Linked DNA regions of Rattus norvegicus: regions 2 and 3 are each linked to region 1. A link is a contact called in public Hi-C data. All regions are on one chromosome and are shown on one strand. Each heading gives the region's core, a stretch centred on a gene start, on an enhancer-like site or on the middle of the called end of the contact. The rest is flanking DNA. Distances are from core to core; before and after follow the strand shown. Region 1 has its middle 230 kb from the start of Pvt1. Region 2 holds the start of Myc (MYC proto-oncogene, bHLH transcription factor). Region 3 has its middle 470 kb from the start of Rgs22l.

Region 1 (5,095 bases), core at 1,546-4,045:
TAGAAGCTATCAGCCTACCTGCAAAAGTGTTCTCAGAGTAAGCCACCCTCTATCCCCTTGGAAACGTTTACAGATCATTTCCAATATACCACAAACTAGACAGACTGAGAAAGCTCATTGAACACCTGAAAATGTTGACTGACCAACCAAGCCAAGCCTTGAGCTTGTCTCCTGGCCCGGGTCTCAGATACGGGGTTCTCAGTGAGTTCTATAGGCTATAGATGCCCCTGTGTAATATTGTGCTACGGTTGGAGGAACTTGAGAGTTTGTTGTTTTGCTCTGGATGGAAAAAAAGACAATTGTCTGATAGCTATGCTGTGCCATGACTGTGACCCAAGGATTGCTTGACTAGCACCAGGACAAGCAGCCTTCAGGACTAGATCTCAAGGTACATCACAGATGCTGTGTACCCTAGGAAGATGTCCCTCACAATGCCAGAAAACAACGTCCCATCTAACTAGCTCTCAGTGTTGGCTGCTGAACACTAGAAAGAGTGAGAACACATAGTGGAGATCTTTAAACATCTCACATCCCAACTACAGTGGAGATTATAGATGTTATTTAACAACTCTGTTGTGCTCTAGGCGGTAGATAGCACATGCCTCAGCTTCAATGACAACCAGATTGGTAGACATTGTTGTGAGCACTTTAACAATTGGGGAGTTGACTCCAAGAAGACCATGGTGTTTAAGATCATGCTATTTAGGATGCTGGAAAGAAGAACAAGCTATGCATTCTCTATTCTCTCATGGACTCTGCCCTATGCTTCCCAGCATCCCAGCCTTAAGGTAGACTCTATTGGGTTATGTCCATTTTAGTTCCCTGGCCCTAAACCTCTTATAGGGCATTTGGTCAGTCCCTGAAGGAAAGACCAGCAGTTAACAGGTGGGTTCAGTTTCTTTTTAAACAGAACTGAAAGAAACACCTTACATGGGAGAGCAGGGGTCACAGCAATTGGGCTGGCTAGGGATGAAACAAAGTACTGGAAAAAGTCTAACTATCATAGAGAAAGCATGCAAAATATGTACCTCAAAATGACCATCTTACGGCCAGTTTCTGACTTATAATTGCCCTAAGCACCTGCACTTGGGAAAACAAAATCCATGATCACTGTCAGACAAAGTGGCCTTGATATTCAAAATTGGAGCCCAAGTTCTGTAACCAAGTGCCACATAGTCTTTATTTTAGGCTTCATGGCTCCCTCCCCCCCTCCTCTCTCTCTCTCTCTCTCTCTCTCTCTCTCTCTCTCTCTCTCTCTCCCTCTCTCTCGATTATTAAAATTTACCAGTGTGGAAGCAAAGGAGCCCAGTGATATCCTATAAAACGATGGACACTGCCGTGTTCCAATAAAACTTTAATGCAAGCACAGGTGGAGGAGTCGTAATTTGTCAGATCCTGGTTCAGAATGGGCACGGGAAACTATCCATGATGACTGTGCCAAGAACTCCAAAGACTTTCAATATCTCTTCCAAAACAAGTGTTTGCCAGTCAGTCACCATAATCCAGGCCCTATTCTTCAGCATGTTGAACAGAAGCAGGAATTCTACTCATACCCCCTCATACCAAGAGAAGCATCTTCCATGCTCCTCAGAAAGGGAACAGGGACGCTGGTAGGGAACATGCCAGCCTCATGAGAACAGAGCTAGGCCCCCATAGAAAACCATGAGCACCAGATCTTAGAAATTCAGGTCACTTTGCAGAGCAGAATCCAGACCCAGTGCCAATGTGGAGACTATGTTTCCATTTCCATTCAAGGTTAGAGGCCCTCTATTGCAGATTCTTCTTGAGCTACTTGGGCCCGTGCTTTGGCCAGTAAAAAAAAGTAGAGGACACTTCCAACATGGGAGAAGCCTAGAAGAAGCCTTTCTCCAGAGAAAACTTGTCCCTTGTATGAATGACACAGACATCCAGAGGACAGGAAGGTCTGCAAGTCCACTTAGCTGGAGATGTGAAACTGACAGACATAGCCCTGCTTGAAAAGCCAGGCCTTTGTACATCTTAAGGTGACTTGTCTTGTGAAAGGGAATTGCCATAGGGTGAATGTAGAGAAGGCTGCCTGGGTGCCTCTGGGAGCTTGACACATGCTGTGCCACATAGAGTAGGCAGCTATGCTCCTGTTTCTGTGTCCAACTCCAGGCTCTGGTCAAGCAGGACATGTCTTAGGGTTGTGGGTTAGTCAGCATGGTTGGAACTACTCAGTTGAGTCATTACTGAGCAAGAGCTCTAGACACCATGTTTATATAACACAAACAGTACGAATATGGAGAAACCGAGGCCCAGAAGCCACTAGGGATCTCTACAAATAACAATGTTCCGCGTATCATGCTCAACTCTTTCTGTGGCTAACTAAGGATATTGAATCCTCACAATGGCTCCGTGTGTTCTTACATTTCATTGTCCTAGTGTTTTTTTCTATTGCTGTGATAAGCACCACGACCAACAGTAAGAGAGAGGAAACAGAAACAGAGGTTTATTTGGCTTACATGTTTGCATCAGTCCTTCATTGAGGAAAACTCAGGGCCAGAACTCAGGGCAGGAGCAGAGACAGGGACTATGGAGGAAACCTGCTAACTGGCTTACTCCCAGGCTAGTATGTAGCATCCCTTCTGACACAAGCCAGGACCACATGCCCAGGAGTGACACCACCCACAGTGGGCTAAGCCATCCTCCATCAATTAGCAATCATAAAAAGGTCTCATAGACATGCCTACAGGCCAGTCTGAGGCAGGCAGCTCCTCAACTGAGATTCCTTCTTCCCAGGTAACGGGGAATATCCAGGTGACAGAAAAGCAAATAGCAGTCATGTGTGCTGTCATCGATATTATCAATCAATGTGTTGCAGGAGTGACCGTGGCTAGAAACCTTAAACACGAGCCATTTACAGGGCCCTTCTTGCTCTTCATGTGAAGAACACAGTGAGGATAAAGTCAGGCTCGTTAACACCACTGATCTTTTTCCTCAACATGCTCATGTCCTGTAACACTTGACCCATGTTGGAGAGCAGAGTTTGTAGGAAAAAAAAAAAGTGGAGAGAGTAAAGGAATTGTCTCAGAGACACTAGGGACCTAAGCTCCTTTTCCCCCAATCTCCCAGAAAAGGAAAGAAATTGTATTGGGGAGGGATGGATTTGCCAGAAGACTTAGCGATGGTTCTGATTAAAGGTCACGCTTTTCCAGAGTGAAAACAATGCCAGCCACTGACAGTCCTGTGGCTCGTGGGCACACAGGCTTAGCAGGCAAGGAGGTGGGGCTGGATGGAGCTGGACAAGACCCAGCACACAGCTTTGTAAAACGAGCTCAGTCAGCCTTGTGGGGTCACTCCAGAACACCAGGGCAACCTCCGTACCAGAAAAACAAACTCATGATCTCTGGCCAGACAGGCACCATCCAAAGAGTAAACAGGAGTGATCACACCCCAGGGACCCCCCAAAACTCCTCCCTGTCCTGCTGGGCTAATAATAATCTCAGTAGCTTACATGCACAGTGGATTAATGTGTCGGGCACGTGTATTCAGGGGTTTGTATGCATCTCTTTAGCCTCAGAAAGCCCTTGGTCTGGGTGGACAGGAAAAACAACTTCCAGCATTCTGCAGCGGTGCAGGGTAAATAGGAGTTACAACATATCACAAGAGAGCCAGGTTTTGATCGTTTCCATACACAAAGATGTTTTTGAGATGATTGACAGACCATTAGCCTGGCCTGAATTGTTGTGTGTATGCATGTATTGAGATGCCTTACCACACTGGTAACTATATAGAATTATCATTATATATATGGGAAGTGATTTAAAAATATCCATTTTATAAATGAGAAATTAGGATTCTTGGGTTCCTTAAGCTACTTAATAGTGGAACAAAAGTGAGACTCTAGGCTGTTCCGGTGACTGCCACATGCTGTTGGGTTGCTGGGCTTGGCACAGTGAATGCATACACATTGATTTGAATAAACATGTCACTCAGGATCCTTATCCCATTGGTAAAGCTGGTACTGTGAATGGAGATGCAGCTGTTCATCACTGACAAGCATTCTGTAGTTGTCTGTAGTTCCTGTGTAACTTGTGTGTGACCTCAGGCTCACAGCCTCTGGCACCTCCCACACTGAAGATGAAACTAATTTTGGAACTGATGCTTCCCCTGGACTCCCGGGAAGACTCACCCTAGCCCCAGGATAGCATTTTCAATTTGGTGAAACCTTTAAAATTCAAGCCTAACAGTGGTCCCCTAGGTCTTGTAGGAATTCATGTTCACTCCCCGGTTTCCCTGTCCTATTCCAGCATTTTTAGTCCTTCTGTTCTTTCACCTTAATTTGCATAATTATGTATTAAACTATCTGCACTCCCTTGTGGAAACATTGGAAGGGCAGGGCAATTCTTGTATCCTTGAACTACAACAAAAATAAATTAGGGACTGAAAGCTATGCCTCTATATCCACGTGTTGCAATCCTGACCTCTGTTGCCCTGTGATTATAGGGTATATGTATATGTGTGTGTGAGGGGGTGGCTCTGGGTGGTGTGTTAATTATTGCTGCGTTACTATGACAGTACCTGCAAAGTAGCCTGGGGAGGGGATATGTTTATTGTTGACTCATGATTTTAAAGGATTTCCACCTTTACATGAGAAAAAGGCACAGTGGTAGGTGGTATTCATGGTGTGTGCAACAGCTTTTGTCCGGAAGTAGAGAGGGAAACGGGCCTGGTGCCGAGGTTCAATGGTCCATCCCTACTGACCAACTTCTTCAGATAGGTACCACTTCAAGGCTCCAATGATCTGAAGGATCTGTCTGCTCAGTATGGGGACCAGCATTTAAACATGACCCTATAGTAGGAAGGGTGGCTACATGTCAGATTTGAAGCATGGCAGAAGCTCTAGTGACTGCTTTCGTTGTTGCTGCTGCTGTGATAAGACACTATGACCAAAAGTAACTTACAAAAGACACTACCAGTCCAAACAGGAATTCCAAAATGGCAGAGAGAAGAAAACAGTAAGATCACATCTTTATCCACACCCAAGCAGCCCTGAAAGCAAACCATAGGTTATGAACTTTCAAAACCCTAATGCCTGGTGCCATGCTTCCATCACTCAGGGCTGCTTTTCCTA
Region 2 (5,095 bases), core at 1,036-3,535, 290 kb after region 1:
GCAGCTCGCTCTGCTGTTGCTGGTGATAGAAATTCTCTTCCTCGTCGCAGATGAAATAGGGCTGCACCGAGTCGTAGTCGAGGTCATAGTTCCTGTTAGCGAAGCTCACGTTGAGGGGCATCGTCGTGACTGTCTGTTGGAGGGGGCACAGCAAGGGAAGCAAGTCTAGAGTTACCCAGCTCTGGTTGATGCGGAAACCTGGCGCAGCGCGTACCCCAATCCTGAACCACTCCCCTTTCAGCCTGCTGTACTTCCAAGTGTGTGTGTGTGTGTGTGTGTGTGTGTGTGTGTGTGTGTGTGTGTGTGTGTGTGTGGTTGGGGGGAATGCACTCTTTTACTCCCTACTATCAGTGACGCTGGTCGGACTAGCAGCTGCTCCGAGTCCCCGCCTCCTTAGAGCAGGGACTTAGCACTGCAGACGCCCAGGAATCGCCATCGGCCTTGGCCTCCTTCAGAGGCTGAGGGAGGCGACTGTAGGGAATACAGTCTGCCAAAAGCCTAGGCGCAAAGTTTTGCGCCACCTGAAGGAGAAAGGCGAGAGGCGCCGCGGTGCTCGGCCCCCTCCGGTGCCGGCTCTTTGCGCCGCCGACCGGGTCCGGGTCCCTACTCGCGCCGTCGCCCGGCTCTTACCCAGCCGGCGCCGCCGCCCCTCTCCGCCCTCCTCTTTCTCCACCCCCAGCGCGCCCCCCTTCCTTCCTTTGCCGGCTTTTCTTTCCTATTGCTGACTTGGAGGGGAGAGCTCAGTCTCAGGCTCTAACAAGCCTCTCCAAAGGGGAGGGGGTGTCAAATAATAAGAGACACCTCCCTGCTACACTCTAAACCGCGACGCCACTGCGCCAGAGACCCCACAGCGATTCAGCACCCGGTGCAGGGCGTCTTCCCTCTCCCCGCCGAGGGTAGCAGCTGTTACCGAACAGCTCAGATCAAGACTCACCGCAGTCTCCCTAGCAATTCAGGGGCGCGGGGAATACCCGCGGATCCCAACCAGGAATGTGAGGATTCCCTCTGGTTTTCCCCAAGTCAACGAATCGGTCACATCCCTGCCCCAGTTTTGCCTCTCCTCAGTGCGCTAGTCCAACACCAAGTCCTAATACCGCGGAGGGTTAGGCTTAAATTTTACTATGATCACTATTTTTAAAGCCCAATGGCAACTTCTTAAAAGGATCAGGGACCGGTTGCAATCGCCGCCGGGGATTGGCGGGCGGGACGCACCCCCGAGTTGGTCTCAGGCTGTCAGAAATGCACCAAGCCGAAATTTAAATGCCCTCCCAAAGACTGGGAAGTCAGAGGCTACGGAGCCTTCTCGCTTTTTGCGGAGAACACGCAAAAGGTAATCCCTTTCCCAAAGACCTCAGGATACGAAGGGCTTCCTTTGGCCACCGCGAAGAGACCTCCGGCTTTGACACCCCCCCCCCCAAAGGACATAAATATCAATTAATGTAGCACAGCAAGAATGTCCAACCGGCCCGGGTCAGCGTCAGCCCACGGTAACCTCTGGAAGACAGTTTCAAAATGCACCCCGGTTTTTTCCTTCCCCTTTCCTGTCATCTTGACAAGTCGTTCTACCCCGACTCAGATCCACCTCAACTCCGCCCCGGCCTACCCCAACTACTCTGAGTAAAGTGTCAAAAGCACAGAAATTGAATAAAGACTGTTCTAACCGGTCGCTACACTCAGGACGTAGAGAAAACAGTAGAAGACCAACAGATCTGTGCTTACCGGGTTTTCCACCTCCCAAAGGAAATTCAGGCTTCAAATAACGCGAGGAGCTCTTTTCAGGGGAGCCGATCGCGGGCAGAGGCAGAGAACACTGTCCCCAAATAGACAAAAATTCCCTCCCCTGCGCCTGGGGAGTCCTGTCCTGGCTCGCAGATTGTAAGTTCCAGTGAGAAGTGTCTGCCCGTTGCAATGGGCAAAGTTTCCCAGAGGCGGCGAGGGTTGCGACCGCTGATGTTGGGTCAGCGGGAGGATTGGGTCGAGGAGGCAGCAAGCCTGGAGGCAAAGCCCTTCTCACTCCAGAGCTGCCTTCCTAGGAAGCCCGGAGTGGGGCTCTGCACACTGGGCTCTTCCAACCCGCCCGCTCACTCCCTCTGTCTCTCGCTGGAATTACTACAGCGAGTCAGAAAAAAAACGCCCGAAAAGCTTCTTTTATACTGCGACTCCGGATCCCTCCCCTCGCTTCTTTTTCCCGCCAAGCCTCGGCGAAGCCCTGCCCTTTTGGAGGCAGGAGGCGAGCGGAGTGGGCGCGGCGGAGGCGGCAGCGGAGAGCAGCGCAGCCCGGGGGTCCTTAGCCGTGCAGACCCCCGGATTATAAAGGGCGGGTGGGCGGGGATTAGCCAGAGAATCTCTTTCTCCCTCCCCTCCCGACCTCTATTTTTTTCCTCCTCTCGCTCCCCCGCCCTCTGCTTTGGGAACTCGGGAGGGGCACTAGTGGGGAGCCGGGGAAAGAGGAGGAGCCTCAGTCCCGCAGCCCAGTACTCCGACTCGGGGTGTAAACAGTAATAGCGCAGCATGAATTAACTGCGCGCCCGACCATTTTCTCCTGCTCGCGCGTCGGTCCTTTCCCTTTCTGTACAGTTGTTCGGGCGCAGCGCTCGGCTGAACTGTGTTCTTGTCCTGCGTGTATTAGTCACCGCAGGTGGAACAGCTGCCTCGCTCCACACAATACGCCGTGTACCCTGAGCCGCGTCACGCACGTCTCGGGCGGCCAGTCGTCTCTCTAAGGTCGGGGAAACAGAATTTAAAAAGGGAAGGACGAAAAAAAAAAAAAGAGTTATGTAGGAGCCCTTGCTCAGTGTGGAGTGATAGTTGAAGACCTACGACAGATGAGGTCTGAGCAGAAAAACGATGCCTGGAATCATTAAAATTGCTCAGCAACTCAATGCCACGTATACTTGGAGAGCCACTTAGGAATAAACAGCCACTGCATCTCTCGGGGAGGGCAGTGTGTATTTTGCGTTTGGGCGTACAGCTATGTTGACTGGGCACATTCTTTACAGAATGAATCCCCCAATTTGCTGCCAGAAAGGCCCTCCACTCCAACACCTCCCGTTCGGACCTTCCACCAGGCGGGGTGGGGTGGAGGCGGCTCCTTGCCCCGTAGGTCTTTCTGCGCGTTCCAGAGCTGGAGTAGAGTAGGACTGCGGCGGTGGGCGCGCTCTACCCGGATCCTCCCGGTCGAGTCTCTGCCAGTCTACACCCCATGCACCTCCACTCAGAGTTCCAGTTCCACAGCCAGTTTTCACTAAAGGCAAATCCTCTTTGCCCCTGTGGAGCCAGTTTGCACCAGACTCCGGCTTAGAGGTTGGGGGTGGGGGGGGGCGGGAATCAAGGCGCTAGACGCGAGAATATGCCATGGATTGGGGGTTGGGGGAAACCCGGACTTCCCAGAAAGGGGGAGGAGTAGAATTGCCAACCCAGATCTGGGGAGCCTGCGGAGACCCTAGAATAAAGGAAACCGTTAACCCCTTCCTCTCAGGACAAACCCCAAACTTTCCCCTTTTATTACTGGAATCGTAATTATGCACTTAAAAAAAGGTCGGCCCGGGTCAGATCAAAGTAACGTTGTGTCTTTGCCTTCGTATGTGTGTGTTAAACTAATTAAAAGCCGACTCTAATTTTTACACTAATTTCCCAATTTACTTTTTCCTCAATACCATGCCGTGCATTTTGTAGAGTCCCCAAAGGTATACACACTTAATATATACACGATAACCTAGTTTATTAACCAACGTGAAACATGAATCTTTTGCTCTGTGTTTTGGTTCTAGATTTATTATATAGTGCATATTTCCTCGGGATTTGCTTATCCTACGCATCAAAACCCAAAGCAGTCTCCTCATTCAGGACTCCTCGCCCCAAGGCATTTTAAGAAACCTCTCACTGCTACCCCCTAAAAAAAGAAGAGACTACAGTAGCGTGTAGCGTGTGTAAGGTGCGCATTGTTCAAAGTAGTCATTAGCCATTGAGTTTGCAATTTAGGATTCAGCTGTTGGATGATAGTATCTTCCTTCATCGAGCTCATTGCACAATTCAGCTTTAAGGATTGCAAAATGACTACAGCCTCTAGGATTTTGCCTCAAACGCCAAGAGCCACCAATCCCTAGGCTGCATTTTGCTGCAGAGACTCTTTCCCCGCCCCCTCCCCGGGTTGTGGCTCTCGGATTTGCGAAAGTAAAGTGTGCCCTCTACTGGCCACAGATCACAGCTTTGCGAAGCCAACGAGGGCGGAGGTCGGGTGGGGGCAGGGCATTTGCTTGCTGGGCTTCCAGGTTCTGGGAAGAAGCTTCGTTGCCTAAGATAAGCTTCCGGTCATCCTTTAAATGACTCTTTCAGACTGCCAAGGAGCTAAAGGAAGAGAAATTACTAGAGGAAAAAGTGGTTCCGAGGTGGCTATCCAGCTGCATAGACGGGGAGAAAATTAACCCATGGCTACTTTCAGACATTCACCCAAAAGAGAGCCCTAGTTGTGGATGGGAAAAGTGAATAATTCATGGGTATACATGTGAAAGAAGTAAAAAGCAGAGCAAGCTTTATCCCCCAGGTCCCACACCTCTGTCATCATGTTCTAAGCTGGAAGCTTGAAAGCAGAACACTGGATTTTATTGGGCAAGGGGAGTCAAAACGCAAGGCAGGGGTATTAATTTATCATCACCTTGTTTTATTATCATTATTTGCTATTGCTGTTTTTTTGAGAGATGGTCTCACTACTAATTTTTGCTTGCCTGAGACTCACGGTTTTATTTTATTAGTTTTGTGTTACTGTTTTTGTTTTTTGTTTTTTTTCCTCTTCCTCTTCTTTACAAAAGACCTTATGAATCCCAGGACACATCTCACCGCACCCAGGTTTATGCCCTGATAAGTGTGAATGGAATCCCGGGCGGGGGGCATGCCCTTCAGTAGCTACATTGAATCTTGAGACTCTGCACCTGGTTTCTACATTCTTTTTTTTTTTTTTTAAAGATTTATTTATTTATTATATGTAAGTACACTGTCGCTGTCTTCAGACACACCAGAAGAGGGCATCAGATCTCTTTACAGATGGTTGGGAGCCACCATGTGGTTGCTGGGAATTGAACTCATGACCTCTGGAAGA
Region 3 (5,095 bases), core at 733-3,232, 260 kb before region 1:
TCCACCAGGAGTACAAGCTGAGTCTAGATCTGTGATCTCTCCTATTGGTTCTTTTAGCACCCAGGATCTCTTTTTTCATAGTACTTGCCACCCTGTAGAGCCTGACCCAACTCCTCATTTCTGCTGGATCCTGAGCTCAGTAGTAAAAATCCTATCTTCTGTCTGCAGTTCTAACACACATGAGAAGTGTTAATATAAGAAACAGGGAAAGTGGTTCTGTGGTAAAGTGGTAAAAAAGTGTGGAAATGGTAAAATGCTTGCCTCAGAAGCATGAGGATTTGAGTTATATCCCTGTCATGATGACCCACATTTGTAAGCCAAGCATTGTGGAGGTGGAAATCTGTCAGTGGAGACTGGCGATTGCCAGATCAATGAGAGAGACCTTGTCTCAAAGTAAGGTAGAGTACTCCTAAAGAATGATACCCCAGGTTCTTCAGTTTCTCACAGCACATATACACACATGTGTGGCATACATATTTATATTTCACATATATATATATTCATAAATACATATATACATACATATATCACAAACTAAATGAATGAATGAATAAATAAATAAATAACATGGAGAAAGAAGGGAGGGGAACTGATTTACTAATAACACATATGAAAGACATGAGAATTTAACTATTTTCACCAAACTCATGAAACCAAGGCTGAATCCCCAATAAGACTCTATTTTGAAATGAGGACGTTCAGGTGGTAATTAAGTTTGAGCAAAATTAATTGGGTCCTGATCCAATTCTCATATGCCAAACACCAGAGAAAAAACAATAAGAAAACAAAAGAAAGACATCATCTAAACATTAGAAAGAAACCAATCCTACAGACCCCTTAACCTTGAAGATCAAGTTTCAAAAGTTGCAAATAATACATTTTCAAGTTTAGGCTGACATATTTATAGAGTTTTATTATACCAGACCTAGACTAAACAAGGTGAATGATAGAAAATTTTAACTCCATAACGTGGTCATAGAAAATGATAGGAAAAAAGAGGTTTGTATCAAGATGTCTCCTCAACAGAGAACCTAAGGACTGGAACTCAGGAACCCCATAGCCTCCAGCTGTTCTATCATCAGAGTCCTTCTAGCACGCAAGAGTGAGCCTCACTTTCACAGGCTACCTCTGCCTAGAAACTTGGGGTTACATATATATTAAAACCAAGGTGTCTCTTTGCAACTGGACTCTGAACAGAGTCATTATTCAGAGTTTTATCACCTGCCTGGCAGAGACCCAAAAATAATGTTCTATGGCTTACGGCTCTGTGGACTCTTCCTGCTTTCCTTATGGCCTTCTCTAGGGTCAGCACTCTCACCACAGCGTGGTGAGCTTCTTCTATTTCTTCTCATCCTACACCAACATTTCTCCCCAAGTGTCTCTTGCTTATTTATAACTCTATCTTGGCTTCTGCGTGAGGCATTCTGGGTGAGCTTAATATAGGGTCTTTGTATAGAAGCTTCCTATAGGGGCTTCTTTTAGAATCATCACCCGGATATATTGTCCTAGCAACCTGAAGAGGAAATGTTTAATTCCCATGGTAGAACACGAAACTAATATAATGGAGAAGAGGGTCTTGTGCCGACCTACAACAGTTGGTAATGATGATGTCACATCCTTTCTTCTAAAGCAAAGTATCCATTGTTGTGCCTACCTCCAGTGCTCAGAACCTTTGTTCTCCTACCCCTCCCAAGCCCTGCTCCTGTTCCTGCCTTTGAGCAGCTCTTTGGAACCTAATGTGGCTCTCATCAGGTTTCTGAAGACCTCTTGAGAGGAGGCTGTCAAAGTTTCAAACTAAAACCTGAAACATGATCTTTATGGGGTGAAATGAGAAACCTGTTAAGGAAGCCGGGGAGAAGGTGGCGGATATGGTGTAGATGAGCAAGGTGTTTTGCAAGTAGACCCAGCAGGCCAGTCATAACTCAGGAATGCATTGCCTCATTTATCCCCTGACCAGGACTCCACTGGGAGCTATTGCATAAGATGACAGCATGGTCACTAGTTACCGTGTGACTAGGGATCATAGATACATGACAAAGCAGAGAGGAATACAGCATTTGGCACACCATTCAGAGGACAAAGTACAGGTCCTAGTGAACTTGTGCATGTCCGAAGAGCACCTAGCAACTTGGCTGAAAATGGACATGCCTAGACTATATCTCCTACCTGAGATGCCTTCTTATACCCCTGAAGAGTCAAAGCTCACCTCCTGACAGTTGCCACTGCTTTAGGACTTAACTAACTAGCTGAAGCAGGTTAAAACCAAGTTGATCAGGGTTGGGTGTGGTGGCGCATGCCTTTCATCCCAGTGTTTGGGAGGCAAAGGCAGGCGAATCTCTGAGTTTGAGGCCAGCCAAGGCTAATAGTAGAGAAACCCTGTCTCAAAAAATAAAATAAAATATAAAACAAACAAACAAAGAGAGGCCTAGGAAGCAGAAGGATACTTTAAAACAAAATCAAGTTGATCAGAATTTATTTGATCACCTACTATGTGCTGTCCTGGTGGTTACCAAATATGTAATTTAAGATGAAGCCTTAGATAGCATCAGTATCTGAAGATTAACCATCTCATTACTAGTGACTAGTGTTTGCCAGGTTAAGGACAAGGGTTCTAGAAGGAGCTTATCCAAATAATAATTATTGTGGTTATTGACCTACAAACCTAAGCACTTCCTAGCCTCTCTCGGGTCTTTTGTCTTCTGCCTGCTTCCGAGCCTAGTTTCATTCTTATATCACACTGCCAGAACACTAACAAAGTCTTTGTTATCTCCTGATCTAAGCACATACATCCTCATCAAGTTTACCTTCCCATCTCTATCTAGCTTCTAAAGCATGATCTTTACTCACAGTAAGTATTCTAAAATAAAACAGAATAATTGCAGAAATAATAACCATGTAGTAGAATGTATTGCTATGCATTGTGTGAAATCTTGGCTACTTTTCTTTCTTTTCCTTTTTTTTTTTTTTAGATAGTCTTAAATAACACATGTTGCTCTCAAATTCACGGTGAAACAGAGGCTTTACTCTATGAACCCATGTGGCATTCTCTGGGTTTTCTTGCAGGAATATATGAGATTCCTTTTGTCTGTTGTCTTGGTAGTCTGTCTTTTGCTGCACCTAAATATCATGACTACAGAAAATTATTATCCATCCCCTATAGTCCCTTACTTAAAATTATCAGTGGCTCCCTATTTTCTACCAGTAATAAAAATTTCAAATTCTTCAGGATAGATTCAAGAATCACACATGGTTCTACCCCTAGCCCTGGCTTCAATCCTGTCAACTCCACATTCTAGGACCCAGTAATCAGGAATTCAAGTCCCTAGATTCCCCTTGAACACTTGTGTTTTCTTCCTCTTTGTTACTTAACCTTTCTCCCTAAATCCCTTTCTTTGCTAATGTCTCTGTCAGAGTCAGAAACTCCGGACTAGAAATCAAAGACTCTTCCTGCTAAACTTCCACAGCATAGATTCATTTCTTCCTCTGCACTGGTCCACACTGGTTCAAACCATGAGGAATGGGACACATGCACGCTGCTGCACAGGCCTGTAAAAATACCCGAATGTCTTTAAGCATTTACACTGAGAATAGAGAACCATTCTTCTCTTATCATGATGAATTTGGAGTTACTCACATTTGTTGAATAATTAGATTAGAAAATAGTCCTCCATACAATGCCTTTAAAAAGTTGATGTTGGGTCTGTTAATACCTGGTCTTCGAAAATCATTATGCTTCTGACACACCATCAATTCTCTCAAGAAACAGAATAAGGATTAGTTGTCCCTCATCCATAAAATGTCTCTGGGACATTGTCACCCATCCATTGGTGGGCATAATTTGAAGTAGAAGAATTTACTTCTTCAGTAGGCCATCTTTTTCTTTTTAGGTAAAAATTTGTGACCTTTCACTAGATGATTTATATTATGTCAGTTCCTAAGGACGTAGCCGGAGAGCAACATCCATCAGCCAGAAGTCCTGCGGTTAGTAGGAAATGTGTGTATCCTATCGCAATACTTCACAGTAATCACTACATCTGGGATGGGGCAAGGATATAAAAAGAAAACAGAATAGACACCCCCATTCTCAAGTATCAACAAAACATTTTTATGAAAGGAAGAGAGGGAAGCAGGAAAAAAAAGGGGGAAGGGAGGGAAAGAGGGAGAGAGGGAAGGAAGAAAGGAAGGAAGGAAGGAAGGAAGGAAGAAAGAAAGAAAGGAAGGAAGAAAAGAAAGAAAGAAAGAAAGAAAGAAAGAAAGAAAGAAAGAAAGAAAGAAAGAGCGAGCAAAGCAAAGGGAGAAATAGGTACTAAGTCAGAATGTCATGACAAAATAGGAGGGATTTAAGTAAAACAAAATGTGATTTAATGTGACTAGAAATTGTGTATGCCAAAAATAACTCATTCCGTGTTTGGGCCTCCTTTTATAACTCTTGATAAGAGGCTAAATCACTTTTAATGTAAATGCTAAAATTCTACAGGTCTTTGTTTTTTCCATATTCCTGACACCAGAGCTGTGGTATGAGTTTTATTCTCATCTAAGAAGATGCATCTATCAAGTGTTTTAAATTTGAGCAAATGACGTAGGACATGAGAGTACCCTGTTACGGAGCTATGGGGACACTAATAACCACAGACTCTCCTGAGATCAAATGACAGGGCAAACACAACACAGAGGTGGGCTAATTTGCTATTGTGATATTATAGTCACTGGAAGCCCCTTATCAGTGGCTTTTGTCACACCACCTTTCTTTATTCCAATTTTCCCCTTCCTTTTTTCTTTTCTTCTTCCTTCCTTCCTTTTTCCCCTCCTTCTCCCCTTCCCTCTGTCTTTCCCCTCTTTCACAACCATTTTGTCCACACTCTCTCCCCATCTCCCTTTACTCTCTAAGCTGAGGATTAAACCCAAGTTCTAATCCTTGCTAAATAACCACTCTATAAACCTCAACCCAGCCTTTTACTTATTCCCTAATCTCGAATTTCCTAAGAACTAATCAATATCTTACACAGACCACATTTCCCAGACATGTGACAGGGTTTAGGAGAAAGTGATCCTGATAGGGTTCAGCTTAAAAGTAGAACTACAAAGCAGGAAACCA

The links. Hi-C and Micro-C count contacts between places; a contact is called where the count stands out from the background.
Region 2: a contact with region 1 is called in a Hi-C map of liver, with 6 times the contacts expected there. The contact joins the promoter of Myc here to the enhancer-like site in region 1. A contact is called at or near these places in 7 of 12 Hi-C or Micro-C datasets (the A7r5 cell line, the Rat2 cell line, Schwann cells and 3 more) and 1 of 1 datasets of contacts at active chromatin or transcription factors (oligodendrocytes).
Region 3: a Hi-C map of liver shows a contact between it and region 1, with 4 times the contacts expected there. The contact joins two enhancer-like sites. A contact is called at or near these places in 2 of 12 Hi-C or Micro-C datasets (kidney and liver).

Annotation. Positions count from the first base shown.
Region 1 is chr7:95,773,196-95,778,290 of GRCr8, reverse strand. No RefSeq gene overlaps it. Among named protein-coding and RNA genes, the nearest start is that of Pvt1, 230 kb to the right of the region's middle. Within about 2 kb of position 2,795, at least 12 of the 93 cell types and tissues checked have an H3K27ac peak or open chromatin away from gene starts, as enhancers often do. A contact at or near this core is called in Schwann cells, kidney and liver, where this site is marked.
Region 2 is chr7:95,480,295-95,485,389 of GRCr8, reverse strand. Myc (MYC proto-oncogene, bHLH transcription factor) reads right to left here and starts at 2,285. Exons shown (of 3, transcript NM_012603.2): 1 at 1,720-2,285; 2 at 1-133. The coding sequence starts at 1,749.
Region 3 is chr7:96,036,593-96,041,687 of GRCr8, reverse strand. No RefSeq gene overlaps it. Among named protein-coding and RNA genes, the nearest start is that of Rgs22l, 470 kb to the left of the region's middle. Within about 2 kb of position 1,982, at least 10 of the 93 cell types and tissues checked have an H3K27ac peak or open chromatin away from gene starts, as enhancers often do. A contact at or near this core is called in liver, where this site is marked.